Regions from separate parts of the Canis lupus genome. Here region 2 is linked to region 1. The links are chromatin contacts, called in public Hi-C maps. All regions are on one chromosome and are shown on one strand. The core of a region is the stretch at or near the end of the contact, and the rest is flanking DNA. Distances in the headings are between cores, read along the strand shown. Region 1 holds the start of DDX10 (probable ATP-dependent RNA helicase DDX10). Region 2 holds the start of C5H11orf65 (protein MFI).

Evidence for each region. Hi-C and Micro-C count contacts between places; a contact is called where the count stands out from the background.
Region 2: a Hi-C map of blood shows a contact between it and region 1, with 2.7 times the contacts expected there. The contact joins the promoter of C5H11orf65 here to the promoter of DDX10 in region 1. A contact is called at or near these places in 2 of 9 Hi-C or Micro-C datasets (both in blood).

Annotation. Positions count from the first base shown.
Region 1 is chr5:23,971,933-23,978,261 of UU_Cfam_GSD_1.0, forward strand. DDX10 (probable ATP-dependent RNA helicase DDX10) reads right to left here and starts at 2,245. Exons shown (of 15, transcript XM_038536261.1): 1 at 1,935-2,245. The coding sequence starts at 2,120.
Region 2 is chr5:24,140,410-24,146,738 of UU_Cfam_GSD_1.0, forward strand. C5H11orf65 (protein MFI) reads left to right here and starts at 3,057. Exons shown (of 10, transcript XM_038536274.1): 1 at 3,057-3,163; 2 at 4,924-5,053. The coding sequence starts at 5,041. POGLUT3 (protein O-glucosyltransferase 3) reads left to right here. Exons shown (of 8, transcript XM_038536271.1): 8 at 1-1,361.

The DNA.
Region 1 (6,329 bases), core at 995-3,494:
GGGAAGTCTCTAGGATTACTTGTAGGTTTCTAGCTCAGTAGTCCGCTTAGATAGTGGGGCCAGCATGTGGTGCGCCAAGTATCAGCCCCAAGATGTCCATATGCTAACCTCCAGAACTGTGAATATTGTCTTAGATGGCAAAAGTGATTCTGTACAGGTCATTATTAAAGATCTTGAGATGGGAAATTATCCTCAATATTCTGGGTGGGCCCTAAATGCAATACAAAGCATCCTTATTTAAGAACGGCAGAAGTAGATTTGACACAGAACCCAAGGTAATGTGTCCATGGAGACAAAGTTTGGAGTGTGCAGCCACAAGCCAAGGAATGCAGCCACCAGGAGTGAGAAGTGAGAAGCAGGAAGAAATGGATTTTCCCTGAGAGCCTCCCGATGGACCATGGCCCTGCTGACACCTTGATTCCAGCACAGTGAAACAGATTTCAGACTTCTGGCTTTCAGAACTACGAGAGAACAAATTTCTGTTGTTTTAAGCCATGAAGTTTGTGGCAATTTGTTACAGTGGCAAGAGGGAACTAAAACGGTGAATTCTGGAGTCAAAGATAATGACCTTGTGTATTTAAAATATTCTGACAGGTAAAGACATCCACAGCACCATCGGAAAAAAAGAATACGAACTCAGAGGAGCTGTGGGTAGAATACAAAAGGGAGCCAATAACCCACAAGAATAAGCACTGGGATTACAAAAGAGAAGAAAGGCTGGGACCATACCCCTTAAACAAGTCTGGTTAGATAAAGAAGACTCTAAAATGCAATCAATGGTTTCTTAAAATGGTGTGCGTATGTCAATAGTAGTAATAACGTAACAGCTAATATATTTATATGTATCAGGCATTGTGCAGATAAGCTTTAGAGTCACTAACTTCTCCAAACAACTTATAAAACAGGTATTACTATGCCTTTTAAAGATAAGACAAGGGAAGCAGAGAGAGTAAGTAACCTGCCCACACATTCAACCGGTGACCAAAAGCCAGGATCAAATTATCATTTACCTTAACTCAAAAGCCTAAGCAAAGACAAAGGTTATCTATCTAATCTTGTTGACCTAAGGGTCCTTTAAAGGAAAGCCATACCAGCATGACACCTGATGACTATAATTCCAGAAACGTCCCACATATTAAATCCTTGACTACACCGCAGTAGAAGGGGCAATTACTGAGAGGGGAGTGAGGTGGGTGTCGGCCAACACATCGGGTTGCGGGGGGGGGGGGGGGGGGGGGGGGGGGGGGGGAGGCGCAAGAGGTCAAAATGGTAACTACAGGGCTATTCAGAACATCGAGTACAATGGGGGATGGCAGGTGCCAGGCACACACCAGGAGCCCAGCTTTCCTGTGCCAATTCCTGGACGGGGACACGAATCAGGGAGAGAAAATAAGCACAAGAAGGGACGCAGATGCGGCGTGAGGCTTTGGACTTGGAAAGACACGGGTATTTAGGCTGCAATCCCACACCACCTACTAACATGTGAGCTGAAAGCAAGTACGTTACCTTCTCGGAGCCTCCACGCTCTCACCTGCAAAATGGGAATAAGACCCAGACCCAGTTCAGGTCAAATAATTAACGTGAAGCACACGGTGAGGGGCTGAAATCGTAGGTGTCGTCAGTATGACTACTGCCGTTAGTACCACTGTTATTACCCCGTTTCACTAACTCCTTGCTCTTAAAGAGCCACTTCAGCCCCATCCTTTCTACCGAGCAGGGCGGCGAGCAGAAGAGCGACTGGAGGGTCCAGAGCCTGGTCCGCGGGGCCGGGCGGACCACCTGTGGGGCCTCAACTGTGCTGGGGGGCCCGGCCGCACCTGTCACCCCACCCCACCCCGTCTCCAGCCCCCCTTCGGCCCACCCATGACAGGTCTCCCACCGCCGCGAGGACGCGCAGCCCCGCGGCCCGCCCGCCGCGCCGCCCCCGGCCTCACCTTCTCGTAGTTCTGCGTGAGGCGGCTGATGGCCTCGCGTTCCACCTGCCACTCGGGCTTCTTCAGCTGCTTCCTCAACTGCTTCTTTTGGCTCTGCTTATGGCTGTGTTTCTTCTTCCAACGGTTGAAGCTCCGCACCGGGTCGGGCCGGCCGCCCGGCCCCCGAGAGTCGGCAGTTTTGCCCATAACAGCAGCGGCGGCGACAGAGCCGACCTCCCCCGGACACCAGAAGCCTCAGGCCAGCCGCACCGTCCGCAGTGAGGAGACGCGGAACCAGCGTGGGGATAGAGAGGCGACGGCGCGTGCGCGGAACCCGGAGCCCGCCCCCGAGCTTTTGAAACCGGGGCACGCGCCGTTGACGGCAAGCGAAGGCTGAACGCTGATTGGCTACTTGGATTCCGCAGGGCGTAGCGGGCAAGCCGCGGGGAGACGGAGGAGGAGCGATCTGAGGAAGGGGGCGGGGCTAGCGGCGCCTGGCGAGCGCCGGCTCTTTAAATGGGCGCATGCGCACGGGTTGCTGCTACTACGGTGACGTCACACGACTCGCTTCAGGGTTGTTAGTGCGCGCTTGCCCTGGGTTTAATCTTGGCAAAGCGTGCGCTTACGCACTCATGCACACTCTCGCGCACACGCGCACTTGCCCAAAGCTCAAACACCTATTTAATAACTTCCAAGTTGAATCTGAGTCAGGATACTGCCCCAGGAATAAAAAAATGAGTGTTCTATATCTTAATGTCCCTGTTTTTGCAGACCCCTCAGACTCCGCTGCAGCAGCAGGAAACAAGCAGAATTGAACTGAATTTGCCTTAAAATGCAGTTATGAAGACAAAATGAAAACTAAAAATAAAGAATTGGAAGAAAAGTTATTTGCAGGTTGGCCATTTACATGAATCGGCCTTCGATGAATGGGGGGAGGCTAAGATTTTATTTATTCATGAGAGACACAGAAGAGAGGCAGAGACATAGGCAGAGGAAGAAGCAGACTCCCCATTGAGCGAGGAATCCTGATGTGGGACTCGATCCCTGGACCCCAGAATCAAACCTGAGCCACAGGCAGATGCTCAATAACTGAGCCACGCAGGTGCCCAATGAATTGTTTTTTTGACACATTTATCTGCAGTGGCCACTAGTATACACTGGATAGAGATGAGGGCAGAGCTGTGGCAGGGAAAGAGATTAGGCTCAAAGTTCACATGCAGGCTGTTCAGGCCCTCATATTATTTTTCAGTGCCATATAGCCAGATGACTACCCCCAAACACATGCCCATTCCCTAGACAGAAGATGATTGGGGAAGCAGAGACTGTGACCCAGGGAATCTTCAAACCCAGGGTCCCTAGATGTGGTGGAGGGTAATGGTCAATAAAGGGAAGTTATTTAAAAGTTTCTATATACATCCACAAAAAATTAAAGATACAATGACCCTATGATCCAACAATTCTATTTCTGGATGTACACACAGAAGAATTGAAAGCAGGGTCTGAAATAGATGTTTACAAACCCGTATTCATAACAGCATTATTCCCAATATCTAAAAGGTGAAAGCAGCCTATGTGTCCATCCAAGAATACTGGATAAGCAAAAAGTGTTATGTAGGTATGTTGGAATACTATCAGGCCTTAAAAACAAAAGAAATCCTGACAATGCTGCAATGTGGATGAACCTTGAGGACATCATGGTGAGTGAAATTAGCCAGTCACAAAAAGTCCTGTGTGAATCCACTTGTCTGAGATATTTAGGGAGTCAAAATCAGAAATGAAAATAGAATAGAGGTTGACAGGAACATGGGAAGTTACTGCTTAATAAGTATATAGTTTCAGTTTTGTGGGATGAAAATAGTTTTGGAGGTTGGTAGCACAACAATGGGAATGTACTTAATGGCCACAGAACGATACACCTAAAAATGGTTTAAATGGTAAATTTCATTTTATCACAATTTTTAAAATTGTTTTAAGTATCTATATACAATGAATGAGGCTCTCAGCTCTATTACTCTCCTCCTAAAGCTAAAGCAGCTAGGTGTATACATACCTCCGGAAAAAAAAAAAAAAAAAAAAAAAAAAAAAAAAAACCTGAAAAAGTCATCCCTAGGAAAAATGGCCCAAGAGACAGACCTGGACCTGACAGCATTTATGCAACCACCAAAGAAATAGCAGGTTGCTAAACTGCCTCATCTCTTCAGTGAAGCCCACTCTTCATGAGCTCTCCCATGCACTAGTCATTTCTAATCAGCCCTACTCAAATATGAAAGAGTAATAAAAACCACCAAATGTTTCAGGAAATTCTTTGACTTAAATGTTGGAAGCTAAACCTAATAAACCAATGCAGAAAGCAAAAGAAATCTTCCAAAGAAATAATTAATATTTTTAGAAACATAAGGCATTGCTATACCCATGAAAAAGAACAAAAACTATTCAGAGAATGGAATAGAACTCTTAATAGAAATGATTTTGTTTGTAATGGAAATCAAATTTTTGACATAAAATAATAGAAAATTTGAAGTCTAATCACAATGAACTCACTCTCACATTCTGAAGTCATTAGGATGAAATAATTTGTAATATGAATAGTTCACATCTTGATTGCATAAAATGACACCTTTATGATGATTTCAACTTTTATTTGCCCCACTATCTTGTATTCTGTAGAAACGATCCCTAGGCAGGCTTTCAGTTTTGACATTGAGAACATTAGTTTTTCCAACATTTTTTTTTAAGATTTTATTTATTTATTCATAAGGACAGAGAGAGAGAGAGGCAGACAGAGGCAGAGGGAGAAGCAGTCTCCCTGCAAGGGGCCCGACGTGGGACTGGATCCTGGGTCTCCAGGATCACATCCTAGGCTGAAGATGGCGCTAAACCACTGAGCCACTCAGGCTGCCCTCCAACATTTTAATAGTGACATCTATGTTCTCCATTACTAACAAGTATTCAGAAAGCTCCTAAAGAGCTGAAAAGGATGTGGAAACATGCCTGGTACTAGTACTACAGACATAGGCAAAATTTCAATTGGGGGAGCAGCTATACTAAAATTTGCTGAAGGAGTGACAGAGGAAGTGTAATATTTGTTCCTCATCATTGATATCCTACTTCCTATTATTCATCAGTTATTTTCTACTGTAATTTTTTTCATAGTTGCTGTTTATCATCATAATTCTTTACATTACATATGTCTCTAAAACTGTGAAAATACCACTATATTCTTTCTGTACTTTAAAACATTTTTAATAAGATTATCTTGTTTGAAGGGTGCCTGGGTGGCTCAGTCAGTTAGGTGTCTGACTCTTGGTTTGAACTCAGGTCATGATCTCAGGGTTGTGAGATTGAGCCCCAGGTCTGGGCCCCAATCCATGGGGAGTTTGTTTTCTCTCTCCCTCTACCCCTCTCCCTGCTCACATGCTCTCTCACTCTCTCTCTCTGTCTACAAAAAAACAAGTAAATTTTTTAAAAAGACTATCTTGTTTGAGAAAGCAATAATACTCTAGTAGTGAATACAACTGTCCCCCAAATCTCAGTTTACAGATACCATTTTCCCAATCAAATGAATCAGAGCTCTTTGGAGAAAGAGCTAATTCTAGGGCTGGGGCAGAGCAGTACGGGATATCTTGAGGTGCCAGAAAATAAAGAGGAGCTCAAAGAATGATGGGAATGGAGGGCATTTATGATCTAGGTGGTAGTTTTAAAAATGTTTGCCTTAAGTACTTTTATTCCATTAGGCTTTATACCCATTTTATGTAGTTTTCTATAGGTATGTTCTATTTTAAATAAAAATAGTTTGCTTTTTTTTTGAGAGGAGTAATGTGCACACACAGGTGCACCAGTGTGAGATGGGGGAGGGGCAGAGGGAGAGAGAAAATCTTAAAGTAGGCTCCACACCCAAGGCAGTTTCCAATCCTACAACCCTGAGATCATGACCTGAGCAAAATTCAAGAGTTGAACACTTAACCGACTGAGCCACTCAGGCGCCCCAATAAAAATGGTTTATAATATAAAATGTCCACACTAAAAGAGTCATGCCAAATTAGTACTGAGGAAATAAATATAAATACAGGTGTTTTCGAAGTATTTCTTTGAGGGACACCTGGGTGGCTCAGTGGTTGAGCATCTGTCTTTAGCTCAGGCCATGATCCCGGGATCCAGGATTGAGTCCCACATTGGGCTCCCTGTGAGGAGCCTGCTTCTCCCTCTGCCTGTGTCTCTGTGCCTCTCTTTCTCTGTGTGTCTTTCATGAATAAATAAAATCTTTTTTTAAAAAAAGGCTAAAAAAAATGAAGTATTTCTCTGGCTAGCATTCTAACTTTTATCTAGATAATTTATCCGTAGGATGCCTGGGTGGCTCAGCGATTGAGCACCTGCCTTCCGCCTAGAGCATGATCCTGGGGACCCAGGTCGAGTCGC
Region 2 (6,329 bases), core at 1,807-4,306, 170 kb after region 1:
AGTCTAAAAATATTTACTCCCCTAATTGAAATATTTACTTCACCTGAAAAACAATGTAACCACTTTAAAGTAGCCATATCCATAAATGCAGAATTGCGTAACTAGATGAGCAAAACCACATTTAGGAACAAGTATCCAAGGAAAACCAATACCCACCAATTGTTTAGAAGTACAAGGTCACAAGTATAAAATAAAGGGCAAGCTGTACTGGGACCTTGCCCTAATGAATCATGTCCTAAATATATTGTATATGGAGTTTGGAGCTTGTCAAAGCTGAGATTATTGAGAGAAAATTTGTTCTCCCTCACACCACCCAGCCCACCAATCCCAGGTCAGGTCCTTCCTTGTGGCTGATGGCATTTTTGTTAGAAACATCTCAAATTTTTAAAATGTCTATCACTTGCTGCCAAACAAGCCTGATAGTTAAAAGTGAACTGAAATATACCAAGCAGCTTCTGAGCATGGAACAGGAAAGATATATTTCAGAAATTAAGTGGAACCCTCAAAAAATTTCATAGGGAGTGAGCATTCAATCTAGATAATTCTTCATCTGCCCAGCTCAGTCATAGTCTTTAAAAATAGTTCATTTTACATGGCTTTCTGGTTTGTTGACACTAATATAACTTAATAAAATAGTTTTACTAAAGCTCTGATTTTTTCCTTCAAATTCACATAATGTCTGCACATTCCATTAGTCATTTTTAGTACTTCAACTTTCCTTTTTTAAAAATCTGATTTTTAAAAAGGAAGAGAGGGGTATAAGGATATGCAAGTAAATATAATGAGTGCATTTATCTAAATAAGCTGCCAGCCTGTTTGTTGCGGCATTGTTTTTATTAGTAAAATGTTAGAAACACCTTGAATAGTTTTCATGAGGGAACTGGCTAAATAGTTATTGCTATATAAAGGAATGTAATACAACTATTTTTAAAAAGTAGCTCTAAAAAAAAAGTAGCTCTAAATGTACTATCGTGAACAATTTCCATTACAGTATTCAGTGAAAAAGCTAAGTTACAGAACAATATGAATAATGTGAAACCATGAATGTAAAAAACAAAAATATATTTGTGTGGTTGAAAGTTTGGAAGGATTTTACCAATGTCTGAGGAGGGAGAGAAGGGAATTTTTACTTTTTGCTCTATACCTGTCTATGATATTCTATTTTTACTACAAGTATGAATCAGATTATAAAGAAAAATGTAAACCTAGGAAAAGATTTTAAGTGCACAAAAAATATACATAATAAAATAAAATGGATATTTATATTTTCCATTATGCTATTTTTAAATCTATGTCTAGAATTTTGTATCATGGGACATATTATATACACTTTTTAAATAAAGTAATTTTTCTAAATACAATATTGTAAAAGATTTTTTTGTTTTTAAGAAATATTGTTAATCACTGGGGCGCTTGTGTGGCATAGTGGGTTGAGCCTCCCACTCTTGGTTTTGGCTCAGATCATGATCTCAGGGCCATGCTCCAGGATCAGGGGAGTCTGCTCTAGATTTTCTTTCTCCCTCTGCCCCTCCCCCTGGTTGCACACATGCTCTTTCTTTTTCTCAAATAAGTAAATCAAGAAAGAAAGAAAGAAAGAAAGAAAGAAAGAAAGAAAGAAAAAGCAAGAAGAAAGAAGAAAGCACTCAAGAAAGTAAAGAAATAAATAACTCCATGCACGAAAGAACGAAAGCACTCACAAAGACAGAAAGCAAGAAAGAGAAAGAAGCGCCTACTAAGTAACTCCCTCCATACAGAAATCAAGCACCTAATACCTACATCCCCTCACTTTCACTCCCCTCTATCCCTCCCTCCCCTCCCTCCCCTCCCGTCCCTCCATCCTCCCTAACCTCCCTACCGCCACTCCATCACTCCCTCCCGTCGCCCGAAAAGAAAAAAGAGAAAAGAAAGAAAAGATCGTAACCACCTATACTTCTGTATTTCTGTTAATTGGTTTGGTCTAACTTTTATTGTGTCTTCATGAATGAATGGAGCAAGACTACTATCACTACCACTCAATCCCTAGTACGTAGAAATCTAACATTAAGGGGAAAGAGGGATGCCTGGGTGGTTCAGTGACTGCGTGTCTGTCTGCCTTCAGCTCAGCTCAGGATCCCAGGTTGTGATCCCGGGGTCCTGGGATCAAGTCCCCCATAGGGCTCCCCACAGGGAGCCTGCTCCGCCCTCCGTCTATATCTCTGCCTCTCTCTCTCTCTGTCTCTCATTAGTAAATTAAATCTTTTTTTAAAAAGCGAGGGGGAAGAAATTTTGGCTTGGCACCATTATTTTCTCTTATTTCACGTGAAAATACAAGAAGTGCGATGTCTTAGCGGGTTCAGGTTGCCATTATAATGGTTTAGTTGTAATTACATATTGTGTCAGATATTAACTAGGTTTATTGTAGTGACCACTTGGCAATATAAACAAGTAATATCATCATTATATTGTACACCTGAAACTAATGGTATCTGTCTATTATACCTCAATTTTAAAAAATGAAACAAAACTGGTTTAGGCTTTAGCCACTAAAGAGTTTAAATTTAGAAATTGCACTGGACTACAATCACCTGTCACTTATTCTTTGATCCTGGGCACGAGCTGCCACATAGCTAAAAGGATCCGTTTTTCTTATTTATGAATGAATGAACTACTTAAATATCAAAGATTATGTGTATTTCTCCCACATCTTTAATGCCCTTGGTGGAAATGAACAGCTTTGTAATAAGGTTAGCCCCAAATTCCAGAAATTCACGTTAGCTTCCGTTTCAAAATCCTTTGCCTCAAAGCCGTTTAACAATGGCGGGGGGGGGGGGGGGGGGTGGTATCCTGGAGACCCGGGATCGAGTCCCACGTCGGGCTCCCGGTGCTGGGAGCCTGCTTCTCCTCCTGCCTGTGTCTCTGCCTATCATAAATAAATTTAAAAAACAAAAACAAAAAAACAATGGCGGTGAGAGCTAACAGGTTCCACGTCCTCACGGCTTTGCGTTTGGCATCTCCTGGACACTGGGACAGCGAGGTCGGGGTGAGGGAAGGGCGGGGCTGGGGGCCAAGGGGCGGGGCCGGCGGCGGGGCCTCGAGGCGGGCCAGAACGGAAGTAGAGTCGCGTCACTTCCGACCGCGGTGTTAGCCAGGAGTCCGGAGCGTCTCTCACAGCAGCGATTAATAGGTGAAGGCGATGGTGGCCCCTCCCTCTCCGCGGGTACCACAGCCGTCCTGCCTGCTCGCCTCCAGAGCGCCCGGTCTGAGCCTACCCTTCTCTAGCCCTGAAGGCCCCCTGCCCTTGACTCCCGCGCCCCAGCCGCCCCCTTAAAAACGCTTGGTGTCCCTGCAGCGCCCGGTTTCCGGCGCCGCCCTCGCGAACCCCCTCTCTGGGGCAGGTCGCCCTCCCTGCTCGCCCTGCAGCCTCCCGGCCCCCCGGAAACACGGCTGCGCCCCCTTGAGGCCGAGGGCGAAATACTGGTTGATCCACCTCCCCTTCTCCCCGCCCCCACCCGGACTTTTTTTAGCGGTTCGCCCCCACGACCTGGTGTTCGTTCGCTTTCATTGCGTTATGTAGAGCTGGGAAAGGGGAAAGCGTCCTTGTGCAGTGTTGTCGTTTGCCTCCCTCCGCCCTCCGTATAAAGGCCCGCAACAAAGAAGGAAGAGCTAAATCACAAAACTGATGAAAAGGTCATGAAACGCTGGTTTTAGTCAGTAAAACCCAAGAGGATTTTGGCTCAGGTCATGATCCCAGAGTTGTGGGACTGAGCCTCCATGGGCTTGTGCTCTGTACTCGTTTGCACTCTCTCAAAATAAATAAAATCTTAAAAAAAAAAGAAAAAAAGAGAAAGAAAGAAAGAAGAAAGAAAGAGAAAGAAAGAAAGAAAGAAAGAAAGAAAGAAAGAAAGAAAGAAAGAAAGAAAGAAAGAAAGAAAGAAAGAAAGGAAAAGAAAGAAAGAAGAAAAAGAAAAGAAAAAAGAAAAGCAATTAATCCAAAAAAGGAGGTTAGATGCAGGGTTTTACATACCATTTTAACAAAGGGTGATAAATTTGTGAAGTGACAAGATGAAGTTTAATTGTAAGTTTAAATATTTTTAGTTCACTGTGTTTATAAACCAGCTTACAAAATTCTTGAAAATTTATATTTTGGTTCCTCTCAGCTAATACAAGCTAGCTATGGGACACCATCCAAACCAGAAGTTTCAATTTCCCATACAAGGATAGTATGGCTCCTGCCACCTATTTGACCTTCTTTCCACACTTCTGCCTCTTTTCTAAGCTCCAGTAACACTGATTTTTTTTTTTTTCTTACAGTCACTTGAACACACCAAGCTTTCGGGGCGTTTTTTATTTTATTTTTTATTTTTTTTAAGATTTTATTTATTCATAAGAGACACAGAGAGGCAGAGACACAGGCAGAGGGAGAAGCAGGCTCCATGCAGGGAGCCCAATGCAGGACTCGATCCCAGGAATCTGGGATCACGCCCAGAGCCGAAGACAGATGCTCAACCACTGAGCCACCCAGGCGTCCCTCAGGGCATTTTTTATATTCTATTTCCTGTGCCTGGAACTCTCATCTACAGTTTTCCTGTAGTTGCTTCTTTGCATCACGAAAATAATTAATGTCTTCACAGTAGAGGGTCCTTCCCTGACTACTTGCACTAAAAGAACCCTGATCATTCTTTGTCCCATTATTCTGTTTTTATCTTCTTTATTGCACATCCATTTCTTTGGGTTTTTACCTCCATATTTTATTTTATCTTACTAATTTTAAGTAGGCTCCATGTCCAGTGTGGGAGTTAAGCTCACAACCCTGAGATTAAAAGTCATGTGCTTTACTAACCAAGCCAGCCAGGCCTGCATTGCCACCCCTCCTCTTTAAATTTTAAATATTTACCTCCATATTTTAAATAACATGTTATTCTATTTTTTCTTGATTTCTTTTAGATGTAGTTATTAGTGGATTAGATTAAGACCCTTACTAAGATCCTACTAAGCCCCATCCAAGCAAGGAGACTGAAATCAAGAGTAAGAACTCAAGCAAGATTAAGATCCTTACAAGTGATGTCTGATACAGGTAAAGGGGTATTGAGTATTGGTGTACAGATGTTGATTTCTGGAATGTTCAGTAGAAAACCTGCTGAGTGTCCCTCCTGGACCTGACACTAAGACTAAACTTTAGAGAATTATTAGTGGTAAGGAACCTTTTAAAAAGTTGTAAGCCATTACTTTTGTAAAAAGTGAATTGCTAGAGAAAGGAAAACAAATAACAAAGATGGACCTTGCAAACCATAAGCCCATTGATGGTGTGTTTGTGTACCACAGCAGTGTCAGATTGCTATAAAACTTTGTGACTATTCTTAATTTCTTCATTTCATCTGGTAACATGCAATTTGGACACTAGTACAGGTCTATGAACCACACTCAGAGTAGCACAACTTTTAGAGATCCAACCCCTTTTGTCCTACTTACTTCTCGCTTTTGGGTCAAGCCTGCAATGAGTTGTCCTGCTGATGACAAATTTTTAAAAACTCTTCTTATTATTCAAGTATATACATCTGTTATAGAAGTAAGCAGAATAAACATTTAAAATTCCTCCTTAGTTCTGTCACCACTGTTAACATTCATATTCATACATACATAGATAAACACGTGTGCACACACCTACATATGTCACTTTATACCTTAAATCACTGAGCATTGATAACAGATAATAAATTTAATTATTAGAATACTAATAGACCTAAAATAGCCCTTGTGTCCCATTTGTGTTTAGTTTTTCATTTTTGTTAAACCTAGAAATTAAGTACTCTCATAGATTGTTTATAGGTGTAAATTGATCAGTGTTTCTGAGGACAGTATGGCAGTGTCGAAATTTTAATGTGCATACTCCATTCCTTTTTTATTTTTTATTCTTTTTTCTTTTAAAGATTATTTGAGAGAGGGCAGCCTGGGTGGCTCAGCAGTTTAGTGCCGCCTTCAGCCCAGGACGTGATCCTGGAGACCTGGGATCGAGTCCCATGTCGGGCTCCCTACATGGAGCCTGCTTCTCCCTCTTCCTGTGTCTCTGCCTCTCTCTCTCTCTGTGCCTCTCATGAGTAAATAAATAAAATATTTTTAAAATAAATAAATAAAGATTATTTGAGAGAGAGCGAGCAGGGGGAGAGGGAGAGGGAGAGAGAGAATCTCAAGCAGACACTTTGCTGAGCATGCCAGCCTCGATCTCATGACTCAGAAATCATGACCTGAACCAGAATCAAGAGACACTTAACCCACTGAGCCACCCATGCACCCACCCTTTCCTTTTGTAAATGCATACGTGTAACTGAACTATGTGCATATCATAAAACTAA